2 separate regions of the Mus musculus genome follow, and region 1 is linked to region 2. A link is a contact called in public promoter capture Hi-C data. All regions are on one chromosome and are shown on one strand. Each heading gives the region's core, a stretch centred on a gene start, on an enhancer-like site or on the middle of the called end of the contact. The rest is flanking DNA. Distances are from core to core; before and after follow the strand shown.

Region 1 (7,143 bases), core at 1,859-4,358, about 17 Mb before region 2:
TCCTCTGACCTTCAGCATTCACTACCAACACACGTGCACACAGGATACAAATGTGGTAAAACATTTCAAAAGCCAAAGCCCAGGCAACTTTGCTTCACCTTGAAAATGCACAACAGTTCTAGTACGAGAGTGGTTCAAGAGCAACAGTCATCTTCACACAGAAATGAGTCCTCTGTCATTTTTTTTTTCTACATCATGGAAAGGTAAGCCTCAAGATTGCTTCTTACTCCTGTAACTGTACTTTTAAGAGTATCTCAGTTACGGCTGGCACCAGTTTTGCTGTACCTTGGCAAAACTGAACTTTGGATCGTTCTGGCCTTCAAAAACAATTTAGGCAGAACTTCCCTTAGGCAGCAGCTTTTCTTACTGCTCATTATCTATGCCTGGCTAATTTGAAAGCCAAACAATTTCTTCCTAAGAGAATGCACTGTCATGAACAGGCTTCCTTTAAGCTCATACAATGTATAGCTAGAAAATATTAAGATGTGATGCTCATTCTCAAAACTCCTAGAATGCCTTTATTGATACAAATAGAAGATTCTGCAAAATGATTAGGGAATTTTATGCAAAAATGAGTATTTTATTTTGGCAGCACTAAGAAGAAAAAAATCAAAACCACTGTATTTCTACATTGAGGTGAAAACATTGCTTTAACTTCCTTATTAATCAAATACATTCCAAAGGAAATCATGTAATATGTATGTTGAAAGCACAGGCAAATCTTAACACAATAGCACAGGAATCAGTAATACTGAAAATGACTCTTCCGACAGGATGCTTAACAAACTTAAAACTTCTGAGTTATTGAACCAAAGGATTCCTTTCTAATAACTGTGTCAATAGTGAAACTGGGTCTGTCCCAGAAATACTCTAGTGATTTCATTGTAATACTTTTTACTGTTGTTGACAGTTTTAAATAAATCTTGATATACTTAAAATAACTTTTGAAAGTGGAAAAGTATACAAAGTTTTAGATAAAAAGATTAACAGATGTGATTTAAATAAAATTTCCCCTTTCTTTTTTTATCAATAATCTAATCATTACTTTTAAGCAGATAGACTGAATTTTAAAACCCAGTCCCAAAATGAAAATTTCAGTTTGAAATTTTAATCAGTCCTAACTGGAAAGGATTGCTATGTATCTGGACACCTTTTACAAGAAGTTTATGTATTAAAGCAGAGGCCGGTTCCTATACCTTTATTCAATTGTATATCCCATTGAGACAAATATAAAAAATAGAAGACTGTCACTTTTGCTTTTGCAATTGTGATATTTTTTTTCCTCACTGCAGTCTTCTATAACTTTTACAGAGTTCATGGTCCCTAATATCTCCCCACCCTCCATTTTTCCTAGGTGGGGAAATGGCTGCCATAGGAAACTTCTCACCGATAACTAGAGTTTCCGGAAACAGGTATTGTTTGTTGCTATTTAATAATGACTCAATTTGGGCACTCTGGGTGGATGGCCTACATGTTTTCTTGTGATGCATACCACAGTCTCCAGCATGAAAAATCCTAGGAGCCTGAGGAACTAAGACTTTCCAGATTTTAGGAAGACAAGCTAGAGTCAAATACTGAAGAGTCCAGTCCCAGTTATAATCATCGTAAGTACAGAAAGTGTCCGTGCATTCGATAAGCTTCTGATATGCATCTCGGGTCAAGGCTAGCCCCATGTTGTGCTCTGTCGATTTCCAAGTTTTCACATCTACTTTGTCAGCAATGCCATAGAAACTCCGAATGGTGGTGTAGGTCCCTAGAGAGAGGACGTCACACCCAGGACACTCCTGCTGCTTCAGTTTCCACATCTTTTTGAAGACATGGTAAAAGTCTGGGGCTAAGTAGTGGTCCTCTTCCAGGAAGAGTATAAGGCCAGTGTAATCTTGAAGAACTTTGACTCTTTCCCATACAAAATGCAGCTTCCACCACCAATGGTGTTTGGTTTGTGAGAACTTGGCCTCTCTGTAATGGCCGAAGGAGTCAGGGTATTCGGCATTGATGCACCCCAACTTCAGAGCTGCATTCTTCTTTAGGTCTCTGGGGCAATCTCTAGGGTCACTACCCGGAAACTCATTCGGGTACAGCTGAATGCTGAACGGAAAGAACACTTGCAGAACCGGGCAGAAATCCACCCTGGAGATCAGACTGTTGATCTCTGCGGACCAGAAGTCATGGCTAAAGATGACTAGGACTTCCTGAATACCCTGGGCTTTGCGAAGCGAGTCTATCAGCAACCTGAGGTATTCCGGCCTGTTATGCACCTGGACCACCAGCACCAGCTCCCCGGGGCTCCAGGTGCCGTCATTACCGACGTTCCTCAGCATCTGATCGAAGTTCAACTGGTACACCAGGGACCGGTACCGCAGCGTTAGGTTGTCCACCTCCGGCCGCGGGACCGCGGGAACCAGAGGAGCGGCCGATTCGTTTGAGACCCTGCGGATGCCTACGGACACAGCAAGGTGGCCCGCACCCCGTACGGGCTCCGCGTCCAGCAGCGGCGGGCCAAGGGCGTCGCTCTTCCTTTGTCGCCCATTGCTACTCCAGAGGACGAAGCCGCAGGCGGCCACCACGAGCGTCAGGATTAGCACCTTCCGTTTGTAGATGCGGAACCTCATGGTCTCCAGGGCCCGGAGCGCGGGCGCGGAAAAGAAGCTGGCGGCCTCTGCACGGAAGGGGCGGGCGGGCGGCGCCGTCGCCTTGGCCTGCAGCCCTAGGAACTGGCCCCCGCGGCGGCCCTCGCTAACTCATCCCGGGCTCCGGCGTCCTGGGGCCCGAAGGCTCTCAACTGCCTCGCGCCGCCCGGGCTCCGCGCATCCTCTCTGGCAGTTGCAGCTCCGGCAGCCGCCCCGCCGCTACGAGCCGCGGCTCAACGTCGCCTCGGTCCTCTCCATTCAGCACCCGGGGGTCCCGGAAGAAGCCCCGCCGCGGTCGCCGACACCGTGATTCCTTTACCTGCGCTGCCCGTGGCTCTGCGTCCTCTGCGCGCTCATCCTTGCTCGCACGGCGGAACGGCGACACCGAACGCCGCAGCCTCGCCCCGCTCCGGCAGCGACCGCTCTGACAAGCCGCGACTGGCCTGCGAGCGCCCGGGCCCTCCGGCCCACACCCTCCGCCCCGCCCCGCCCCGCCGGGCGCTGATTGGCGCTTCTCAGAAGCCTCCGGAGGAGGCCGCTGCTTATTGGTTCGCATTCCCGTCGCTCAGGTTCAGTTCCGACTTCCGCTCTGTTCGTCCCTTTCCTGTTCGGCGCGTGCGGTTGAGTCGGGGATCGCGGCGGCCGGTCTCTCGGTAAGTCTGGAGCAGAGCGGTAGCTGCTTCCTTGGGGACCGCGGTCGCCTGGAAGCCGGAGCCGACCTAGCTCTTTGAGGCGTCGGAAAGGGGCAGGTGCTGCCCGCCGCGGCTTGAGGTCAGCCCGCGGCTCTCTCGGAAGAGACCGCTCCAGCATGGCGGCTCCCGGGCGGCGAGGCGTGCTGGCTGCTAACGACACGTCAGCCTTCGGGCCCGCTGGAGAGTGACGGTGCTTTAGAGGGGGTGAAGCCAAAACAGACTGACGTGGCTGGGGGGAAGGAACGAGCCCGGTTGTTGCAGAAACGACTATATTTCGTTGTAAGCCATTCGTAGCTAGAAAACGGAGGGAATTGCTGTGGGGTAGTCCGAGCAAAACTTCTCTACCCGGACGCCACTGCGTTGTCCTTGCAGTGAGACCTAAGAAATTGGACGCTGGTTTGGGGAGAACTGTAATGGCCACTCCAAGTGTCAGTTCCTTTGGACGCTAAGGCAGACCTCAACTAGCAATCCTCTGCCTCAGCCTCCCAGGACACACTCCATCAGGTCTGAGTTTTTAACTGTTAATGCCTCGTTTTAGTTTAAAAAAACAAAAAACAGTTTTTCTATAGGCTTGAAGTGGTAAGGATTGAACCCCGGTGTTTAAGCCAGTGCTCATCCACTCAGCTGCGTGTTGGCCTTTTATTCACGTGGGAAATGAGTACTTGGTGGGTTCACAAATTTTCGAACATTACTGTTTTTTTTTTATATGTTCCTACAAATTATACCTGTTTAAAACTTTCGAGTTTGAAGATCTTTAATGTCTGAAACTTTCTTACAGTTCTCATCGCAGACACTTCTACTGCAAACATGGTCAACGTACCAAAAACCCGAAGGACTTTCTGTAAGAAATGTGGCAAGCATCAGCCTCACAAAGTGACCCAGTATAAGAAGGGCAAGGATTCCCTGTATGCCCAAGGAAAGCGGCGCTACGATCGCAAGCAGAGTGGCTACGGTGGGCAGACAAAGCCAATCTTTCGAAAGAAGGCCAAAACCACAAAGAAGATTGTGCTCAGGCTTGAGTGTGTTGAGCCCAACTGCAGATCCAAGAGGATGCTGGCCATTAAGAGATGCAAGCATTTTGAACTGGGAGGCGACAAGAAGAGGAAGGGCCAAGTGATCCAGTTCTAAAACTTGTGTTCTCTGAGAGGAAAATACTGAAGCAGTAGAGAAATGACCTGCTAGAGAATAAAGTTACTGTTAATGATACCAAGCCTTGTGTTTTGATTCTCAGTAGGATTGCATATTTAGGGGGTTTTGTTTTCAAACATAATTTGAGTCTGGGTCTACCTCTGCCTCCTAAATACTAGAAGTACAGAATTGCACCATATCCTATTTCTAAGGTGCTGTGTTGGGTTGAACCCAGTGCTTTCTGCATGCTAGGCAAAGTGTGTACTAAGTGCCCTACAAGAAGTCATACAGATAAGCAGTAGCTACAGAATAATGGGCACAGAACATATGTGATGGTCATAGAATTCATTCCCCAGATCTGCTGACAAAGGTTTCATCCTTCCACTCAGAATGGCTTGGAGACTAACATTAAATTGGTCACTTGATTAGGTATTTTCAATTTATATGAAAATTATTATTTAATAATTGTTCATTATATTTTCAGACTTGTTGATGTTGGCTAATTTACCATGGACAGTGATACATGTTTGGTAACTCATTCAAAAAAATTCCATAAAAGGGAGGAGGGGAATAAAATTTGAATTTAAATGACTCATTGGTGGGTGGGGTAAAGAATAATTAAGACTGGAGAGATGGCTTATTAACCCTGGCTGTCTTTTTTTTTTTTTTTAATCTTACACGTGAATTGACTCTTTGCCTAGAAGTGTACATGTGTGAGGGTATCAGGTCTAGAACTGGCGTTAGTTGTGAGCTGCCACGTGGGTGCTCCAATTAAACCTGGGTCCTCTGGAAGAACAGCCAGTGCTCCTTACCAGATAAGCCATTTCTACAGCCCATGGCTGCTCTTTTTGCAAAACATCCCCAGCATCTACGTGGCTTCCAATTGTCTGTAAGTATAATTACAGGGGATCTAACATGTTTATCTAAAACTCCTATGTAGAAAGTTTACTCCTATGTAAAGATAATTAAGAAAGCAAGCTTTTTCATTGGTGGTACTGCTAGGAGTCAAACTTAGGGTCCTGTATATACTAGGGAAGTCCTGTTACAGACCTATACCATCATTATCTAGTTAAGAAATAAAATTTTGGGGAGACAGGGTTTCTAGCTTTGGCTGTCCTGGAAGTATGTAGACCAGACTGGCCTCAAATTCAGAGATTAACCTCCCTCTGCCTCCTTTAAGGTAGACCACTATGTCTTACCCCTTGAATAAAGTTCTAATAAAAGTGTTCTAATGCTGCTGGGCAGTGGTGGCATACACCTTTAATCCCAGCACTTGGGAGACAGATGCAGGAGTTCAAGGCCAGCCTAGTCTAGAAAGTAAGTTCCAGGAACTAAATGCTATACAGAGAAGCCTTGTCCTGAAAAACCAGAAAAAAAAAAAAGTGTTCTAATGCTTAATACCAATGTTTGAATCTTTAAAAAAGGAAAAAAGTTGGAAATGATAAAGTTGTAGTAAAATGAATTATAGGTGAAATCTGGTTCTCCTTTCCAGGCTGAACAGCCACACGCTAACACCTCTGTTCCTCCAAACCTATTCACTCTCAGACCTGGAACTCATCATGCAAAACAGGCAAGCCTCCAACTCAGAGACCCGCCTGCCTCTGCCTCCCAAATGCTAGAATTAAATGTGCATCACACCATGACTTTATGGTTTGGGGGAGGGGGGTAGAATATTTAGTGACAAATACTCCTTCCCCCTAGATCCTCAACACAATCAGTACAGGGTCTCTCTGTGTAGCCCTGGCTGTCCTGGAACTCACTTTGTAGACCAGGCTGGCCTTGAACTCAGAAATCCGCCTACCCCTGCATCCTGAGTGCTGGGATTAAAGGTGTGCACCACCATGCCAGGCTACTTCACTTTCATGACATGTGTAACAACTGTAAATTTGGGAACTTAGAATTTACAAGATAAACACTGCATGTCCTGATGTGGACACACCACACAAAATATGTAATAAACATGAGAAATATGAACACCTTATAAAAATTATACACATATTTAGAAGTAAAACCTAAGAGTTCTAAGGGAAAATGGGAAGTTTAAACAAAGTCCCTGCTTGGTCTGGCCTTCAGTTTCTCTACGTTCTTCAGTAGAAAGCCACTAGTCCTGATACGGACAAAACTCAGTCACTACCTTAAACCACAAGGACACATCACACATCAAAACAGAAGCACAATGGAGCTTAACACTGTTCATAACATGGAACATTTAAGATAATTCAATAAAGCCAAAAAAAAAAAAAAAAAATCCGCCTGCCTCTGCCTCTCAAGTGCTGGGATTAAAGGCAAGAAGAGTTGGATTTTTGAAAGATTTCAGAATTTTGAATGGAGACCAGAAGAGGGATTGAATCTCTTAAGAGCTAGCGTTACAGGCATTTTTAAGCTGCCCAAGAAAGGTGCTGCAAGCTGAACTCGGGTCCTCCAGAAGAGCAACATTAGCTCCTAACCACTAAGCTCTTTCTGGCCTTTTTAACATTAGAAATGATTTTAAACATGAGTATGGATGTTTGCCTGAATGTATTTCTGTGCATCAGAAGAGGGTTTCAGATTCCCTGGGACTGCAGTTATGAGCTACCATGTGGGTGCTGGGAATTGGGGGTCCACTGCAAGAGCATCCAGTACTCTTATATATATTTTTAAAAAGTTATTCTGTGTGCAACTTGTAAGAATCTGCTCTCTCCTACTGAGTGCCA
Region 2 (6,905 bases), core at 1,916-4,415:
TGAGCTTCCATGTGTGGATGCTGGGAACTGAAACCCAGTCCTCTGGAACAGCAGCCAGTACTCTTAGGTGCCCCCAATCGTCACCTTACTATTCCTGTTCTGGAGAATATGCAATTCTAAGTTGTCACTTTCGGTTCAACAAACTTCCCTCTCTCTCTAGCCCAGCAATCATCTAGAAGCAGAAGACTCTTCTTGCCTTTTAAAAAGTATTGTCTATTTTCTTTCTTTTCTTTTTTTTTTTTTTTTAAGGTCTTAGAAAATAGGACTCATGGATAGAATGTTGCCTGTTATTTGTACATAACAAATTTGTCTTGTTGAACACAGGGTCTCACTATGTAGCTTTCCCCGGCTGACCTCAAACTCACAGAGACCTTCCTGCTTCTGACTCCTGAGTGCAGGAATTAAAGGTGGGTGCCCCCATGCCTCGCTCATAGATAAAGCAACTTCTAAAGGGAAAACAAACCTCTACAAGGTTCGGGAGTTGGTTCTCTCTCTCTCCTTTCTGCCCTGCATCACGCCCCGCCCCTGGAGAGCTGGCCTGTAAGATTCCAGGTGATTCTTCTGTTTCCTAGCTCTCCGCGGGAGGCGCCGGGACCGCAGGCACCTGTCACTGCCTGTGGGCTTTCATGTGGGTCCTAGGTTCTTGGCTTTGCCCATGCCTGCTTTTACAAAACCAGAGCCTTTTTTTATCTTACACAGGGGCACTATTACTTTCCACGGGTACCAAGAGCGCTCCGGCTGAATCACACCCTTCCAGCGTTTGGTGTTATTGGGCTTTGGTTTTTCGCCCTTCTAATGATGTTTAGAAGTCTCGAGTGTTCCCTTCCTTCCCTCTGCCCTCTTTTCCCTTCTTCAGACACGGTCATTCTATGTATTCTAGGCTGGAACCCAGTTCATTATGTAGCTGAGGAAGTTCATTATGTAGCTGAGGAAGCTCTTGAACTGCTTCTTCTGCCTGTGATGGAAATTAAAAGTCTGTCCGTCTGTCCCACCAATCCCAGTTTTAGGGCCTGGTTCTATCCAGTCCTGGACAGAGAACCCAGGCTTTGTGTGTAGTAGGTAAGTACCCTACCAACTGAGCTGTTATCTATAGCTCTAGAGTATTATTTTAAAATTTCTTTTCCTCAAAGATTTATTTAAATTACTTTTACATTATGTGCACATGTGCATGCCTGTGTGTGGGTGAATGCATGTAAACGCAGGTGCTTGTAGAGGCCAGAGGCATCAGATGTGAGCTGCCTGATATGGGTACTGGGAACCAAACGCACAGACCACCAGTGAGTATCTTCAATTTCTCAAGGCCAGATAATGTTAAGCATCTTTCATATGCTTTCTCGCCAGCCACTGGGATGTCTTCTTGGTTAAATGTCTCCAGTCTTTTACAATTTCTAATTAAGGTTTTTTTCTTTTCTTTTTTCTTTTCTGAGACAGGGTTTCTCTGTGTAGCTCTGGCTGTCCTGGAACTCACTCTGTAGTCCAGGATGGCCTCAACTCAGAAGTCCACCTGCCTCTGCCTCCCAAGTGCTGGGATTAAAGGTGTGCGCCACCACTGCCTGGCAAGGTTTTTTCTTATTCTTGGGTTTGAAGAGTTTTTCATTTGTTCTGGCCACAGTCCTGTGGTAGCTACATTGTTAGAAAGTATTTTTCCTGTTGGGGAACTTTGGAAATTTCTGCATGAGCCGTTCATAGTCTGTGAAGGTAGATTCCAGGCATCTGTATATGAAGAAACACATTGTGTTACATCTAAACAACTTACTATTATTTAGCAGTAAGAATTAAATGGGCTCCCAAGCCAGGTGTTAGCATACTTGTTAGCATACTCAGGAAGGAAGCCCTCTTGTTAGCATACTCAGGAAGCTGAGGCAGGAGGATATTGACTTTAGGCCAGCCAGGGTTACATAAGCATACCCACTTCAAAACAACAAGAAAAACAAAAAGTAAAAAACAAAACCAAATAAAAAAATCCAGTACAACAAAACAAAACAAAACACAACACAACACCAAATAAATGAGCTACCAAGCTATAAAAACTCACAGAGGATCCTTAAAGAGTGTTAGTGAATAATTCCAACTAGAAACGATATTTTGGAAAGGGCAAAACCATAAACAAAGAGATCAGTGGGAACTCTCTGTCCTTAGCCCTACCTGGCCAGGAACACATGATACAGAACAGGGTAGCCATAACTTATTCTCTGTACTTTCTGTTCAATTTGCTGTGGATCTAAAACTCTTCTAATGAAAACTTTTCCGGGTGTCTCTAATGTGCCGCCAGGGTTGAAAACTACTAGCCTCGGTCTTTGCATACAGTTCTTTCCTAAAATTAGGTATCTACTGCTATTTTGTTGTTGTTGTTCAAAGGATGAGTTCAGTATGGAGTCTTTTTCTTCCTCTTTTTCTCTCCCTTGGCTGCTCCTTCTTCATCACCACCGTCGCCGCCCTGTAGCCCAGACAAGTCTCGACCTCATTTTGTAGCCAAGGATGACCTTGAACTCCAGCCTCCAGTTCTCTAGTGTCACGGTTACGTGAGGACTCCACTAGCAGCGGCTAGTATTTGATTTTTCAACGCCCATGAAATAAAAGTTTGACGGGAATAACTACGGAAGTACAAGTGACCACGAGCCGAAGGCAACTGTGTGGGAAGTCCTCGATGCTGGCTGCTTCCCGGGACTCCACGGTGGGCAGGCAGGAGGCACGAGTTCCCGCAGCCGTCCTGGTCCCATCTGCGCCGAGGCGATAACGCCCGGCTGCGCAGCGCTCGCCGAGTTCCCAGGCTCGCTGGGAAGCGTTCTGGTAAACCGCTGGCTTTAAAAGTCCGGAGGAGGGGGTGACCCGGGCACGCCGAGCGCCTGCGAGACGGTGGCCTCCGTTCCGCAGGACTCCGGAGCGGCTCGCGCCGGGCGAGACGGGCGGAGCGTGCGCGGAGCAGCTGCTGGCGGCGCGCGCGGATTGACAGCGCGGCGACTCGGGCGCCGGGAGGCCGGGCTGAGGAGAGCCGTAGCCGACCGCCGAAGGAGCCCGGCGCCCCCCGTCGTCGCCCCGTGCCGCGGGGTCCGGCCTCCGCAGCGCCCCAGGTGGCCGCGGGCAGGGCGGCCGGGAGGCGTTCGCTCCGCCTCCGCCGGCGCGGCCTTCACCAGCCTCCCCGCCCGGCGCTCGGCCGACCCTTCTCCTGCCCCCGCCCGGCTGGCGATGGACGCGGCGTCTCCCCGCTGCCGCCGACGGCCCCGCGCGGACCTGGCTCTGAACCGCAGGGTCTGAGGAGCCGCGTGCTGGGGTCGGGACCCGCGCTGGCTGCCGCCGCTCGGGGGAGCCTCTCGCTTCCTTGTCACCGGGTCCCCGCGGAGGAAGGGGAGGGACGAGACACGGCTTTTCCTGTGCCGCCTGCCTGGCTCGACCTGCGCGGCCTGCGGTTTCCTAGGAACTCGAGGGCCGCGGCCGGGCCAGGCTCTGCCCGCGGCCTGCTTGGAGCTGGACCGGAGCTGTTTGGTACGGCGAGCCAGGGTAAGAGCCTGCGGTCAGGGTAGGCGGGGGCGCTAGGCGCTGTCGGCAGGCTGGGCCTGCGCGAGGATCCGGGCCGCCGAGTCCAGCGGCGGGCGCGGAGCTGGACCCCAGCGCGGTGAGGTCGGTCTTCCGCCGTCGCCTCTGCGTATCGGGCCCTTTGTTCCCCTCTCCGGGCCTTACGGGGCTTGGCTTGTTGGCTTCGGAGCTCCGGCTACGCGCTCCTTGTCCTTGGTAAGGCTCAGCCGCCCGGCGGGGACCGGGGACGTCCCGCTGGGCCTCCGAGTTCCGGGAGACCCGCACCCCAGCCGCTCGGCGGCTTCCTCTTGAGCTCGCAGGTTTGCTGCTTCTCTAGAACTTCGCCCTCCGCCCGGAGGCAGGTAGCTAACTTAGCCAGGTTGGCTGTCAGCGTCGCGGCTCCGGCCTTGATCAGGCCGAGGACGATGGGGCAGCCCCGCCGGGCGCGGCCGATGGGTGCCCACCGCGACCCGCCTCTAGGTTCCCACACCGGCAGGTGGATTGCGTGGGACGCAACGCTGTCCTTTGGTCGGGCATCTAGAAGCTTTTGTAATGACTTGCCTGCCTAGACTACTTCTCAAAAAATTTTTTACATAAAAACTAACTGCCCCATCCTATGGGAGAAAGAATGTCTGCCTGTCTGTCCGTCTGCCTGGGGGGGGGTGGTAACCTGTTAGTTGTATTTACTTTAGCATCAAGCCCCCCCCCCAAAAAAAAAAAAGTTTTAAGAACATTTGCCTAGATTACCAGAAGTTCTTATCAGTATTTACTTCCGCATAGGTAGATTTCATATCTAATTACTGTTTGTATTTGGGCATATTTTAGGAGTAAGTTTGAGAATTCAAAACTCGTGAGAAGGGAAATTCAATCCGAAGAAGAATTGGATTGGAAAGTGGTCTTTAAAACTACTGGATCTGACCCGTATCTGAAGCTCCGATTTTTGGTGGAGTTTGGGGGGAGGTTGCAGGAAGAAGTTGACTGGTAAAAGAACTTTTTTGTACATGTTTTTTGCCTTTTGGCACAGACATTGGTGATAACAGTACTGGGATCCAAAACTTGTTTCATAGTGTTTGACCAAGACAGCTCTGGTTTCTAGTTAACTAGCAACCTAATCAGCATATATTCATTCCAGTGTTAAACTGTTTTGCCTTGAGGGTTTTTGCATTAAGCCCAGGAAGTAGACTGCTGCATATGTAGCATACTTTTTGAAGTAATACTTTGCAGTTTGGAAAGTTTTTTTTTGTTGTTTTGTTTTTGTTTTTTCAAGACAGAGTTTCTCTGTATAGCCCTGGCTGTACTGGAAATCAGCTTTGTAGACCAGGCTGGCCTTGAACTCAGAAATCTGCCTGCCTCTGCCTCCCTAGCGCTGGGATTAAAGGAGTGTGCCACCATGCCCGGCTGGAAAGTTTTTTTTTTTAAAGCATATATATTTGCTTATTTTGTGTGTGTGCAAGTATGTGTGCGTGTGCATATCACAGTGCAATATGGAAATTGGAGAATAGCTCTGTATGTATATACATATACACATGCATGTGTGTGTGTGTGTGTGTCTCTTGAGGACCTGAGGACCTTACAGAAACTTGGTTCAAGCAGATGTACAAGAAAAAAGTCTTTACACAGGCTGATCAGTTCTGAACAAATGTTTGAAAAACCCGTTTCCCTTTTTCAATTTAGGCAAAGGAGCATTTTAAAGACAATGGCAGATGTAGATCCTGATACGTTGCTGGAATGGCTGCAGATGGGACAGGGAGATGAAAGGGACATGCAGCTAATAGCCCTGGAGCAGCTATGCATGCTGCTTTTGATGTCTGACAATGTGGATCGCTGTTTTGAAACGTAAGTGCATTCCTGCATCACCTTCCTCTGCGCCCACTGTGCTGACATCTGTTTCCAGCTATTTGCTGACTTCAGTTTGTGTGAAAACTTTGCTAGGGAACTTTAAAATACCCCTTTAGACATTTCTGCAGTTGTCTGTGGTTCATGGAACCCTAGTAATGATAATCGTGATTATGTAAATACATATTTGTTCAATGAGTGTGGATTAGGAATACTAACCATAGCTTGGTTGAGTCAGTTATGAACCATCTCATAAATTAAAAAGATTATAAATGTTTATCTTCTTTAAAGCTGTTTTTGTATTATATGACTTGGAGAATAAGGTCAGAACTACCTGTTTCTTTGGTTTTCATGTGTCATTGCTTTTGTTAAAATAACTTCGGTTAATACATTTCATTTGGATATTTCCAATACTTTTTGAAGTACAGAAGCTTTGAAGTTGTGTGTGTGTGTGTGTGTGTGTGTGTGTACTTTCGTGTATGCTATGGTGTGCATGTGGAAGTCAGAGGACAACTTTTTGGGAGTTGATCTCTCATTTTAGCATGTGGGTTCCAGGATTAAACTCAGGTTCTCAGGCTTCGTGGTAAGTACTTTTACCAGCTGAGCCATCTCACTACCCAAATTTGGAGAGTTTTAAACAGTTGTATCAGAGATGATACTAGAAAGTTTGCATAAAAATATGAAAGGCATTACTCTACTAGCTCGGCACTTAGGCCATGATTTTCCTCTTGTGTGATTCTGGTTCAGTAAAGGAATAAACATTTCTCTGAGTTCATCTGAGTTGTGAATTCCAATAAGTCACTAAAACCTTTTATATGTGCTTTAGTGCTATTTAAAGGTAATTTAAAAATATTTGTGATATTGGCTTAAAGCTTGGTATAATTAATGCCTTTGAGGTGGAAATAGACTATATTACTTGCTAAATCTATATTGTTTTTTCAAAGTGCTCTCTCTTTTGATTTTTAAGTAGTTTGTATTTTTGTTAAAAAATATTATTTTAGCTGGATATGGCTCATGCTTTTAATCTCAGCACTTGAGAGGTGAGGTAGGAGCAGGAGTTAAAGGTCTTCCTTGGTTACATAGTCTGTCCAGCCAGCCTTGGTGACATCAGTGACATCCTTGGTGACATAGTCTGTCCAGCTAGCCAGAGCTGTAGGAGACCTTGTCTCAAAAAAAGAAAAAAGAAAAAGAAAAAGTCAAAGTAAGGGTGTCTATGGAGGGGGCTCCCTGGATAAAGGATGTGACCACGAGGGCCGAGGACCTGGGTTAGTGCCCAGAACCTGGGTTGTAGGAGGAGAACCAGCTCTGGTAACCTCTCTAACATCGCTAGCATCTTCGAGTACACAGGGTTGATAAAAGTTCTTATAAATAAACATCCATATCATGGTGGTTTGTTAATTCTTTTTATCAGTAGATTTCTTTTTTTTGAAGAATTATTTATTTTATGTCTATGAGTATACATAAAGAACTTTTTAAAAGGAAATTTTAACAATGTAAAATTGGTTCTTATGAAAAATTCTACAACTAAACAAAACAGCTATGTTACATTTTCTACT

The links. Promoter capture Hi-C pulls out the DNA fragments that hold promoters and counts their contacts.
Region 1: a promoter capture Hi-C map of pre-B cells shows a contact between it and region 2, with 4 times the contacts expected there. The contact joins the promoter of Mgat2 here to the promoter of Hectd1 in region 2. A contact is called at or near these places in 2 of 39 promoter capture datasets (liver and pre-B cells).

The regions. Positions count from the first base shown.
Region 1 is chr12:69,180,123-69,187,265 of GRCm38.p6, reverse strand. It overlaps Mgat2 (mannoside acetylglucosaminyltransferase 2), which reads right to left and starts at 3,108. Exons shown (of 1, transcript NM_146035.2): 1 at 493-3,108. The coding sequence starts at 2,612. The coding sequence ends at 1,284. Rpl36al (ribosomal protein L36A-like) reads left to right here and starts at 3,199. Exons shown (of 2, transcript NM_025589.4): 1 at 3,199-3,283; 2 at 4,101-4,532. The coding sequence starts at 4,130. The coding sequence ends at 4,450.
Region 2 is chr12:51,825,796-51,832,700 of GRCm38.p6, reverse strand. Hectd1 (HECT domain E3 ubiquitin protein ligase 1) reads left to right here and starts at 3,165. Exons shown (of 43, transcript NM_144788.2): 1 at 3,165-3,498; 2 at 5,188-5,349. The coding sequence starts at 5,210. It overlaps Gm5785, which reads right to left and starts at 4,516. Exons shown (of 4, transcript XM_011244243.2): 1 at 4,433-4,516; 2 at 3,472-3,846; 3 at 2,146-3,411; 4 at 1-1,713. The coding sequence starts at 4,516. The coding sequence ends at 2,560.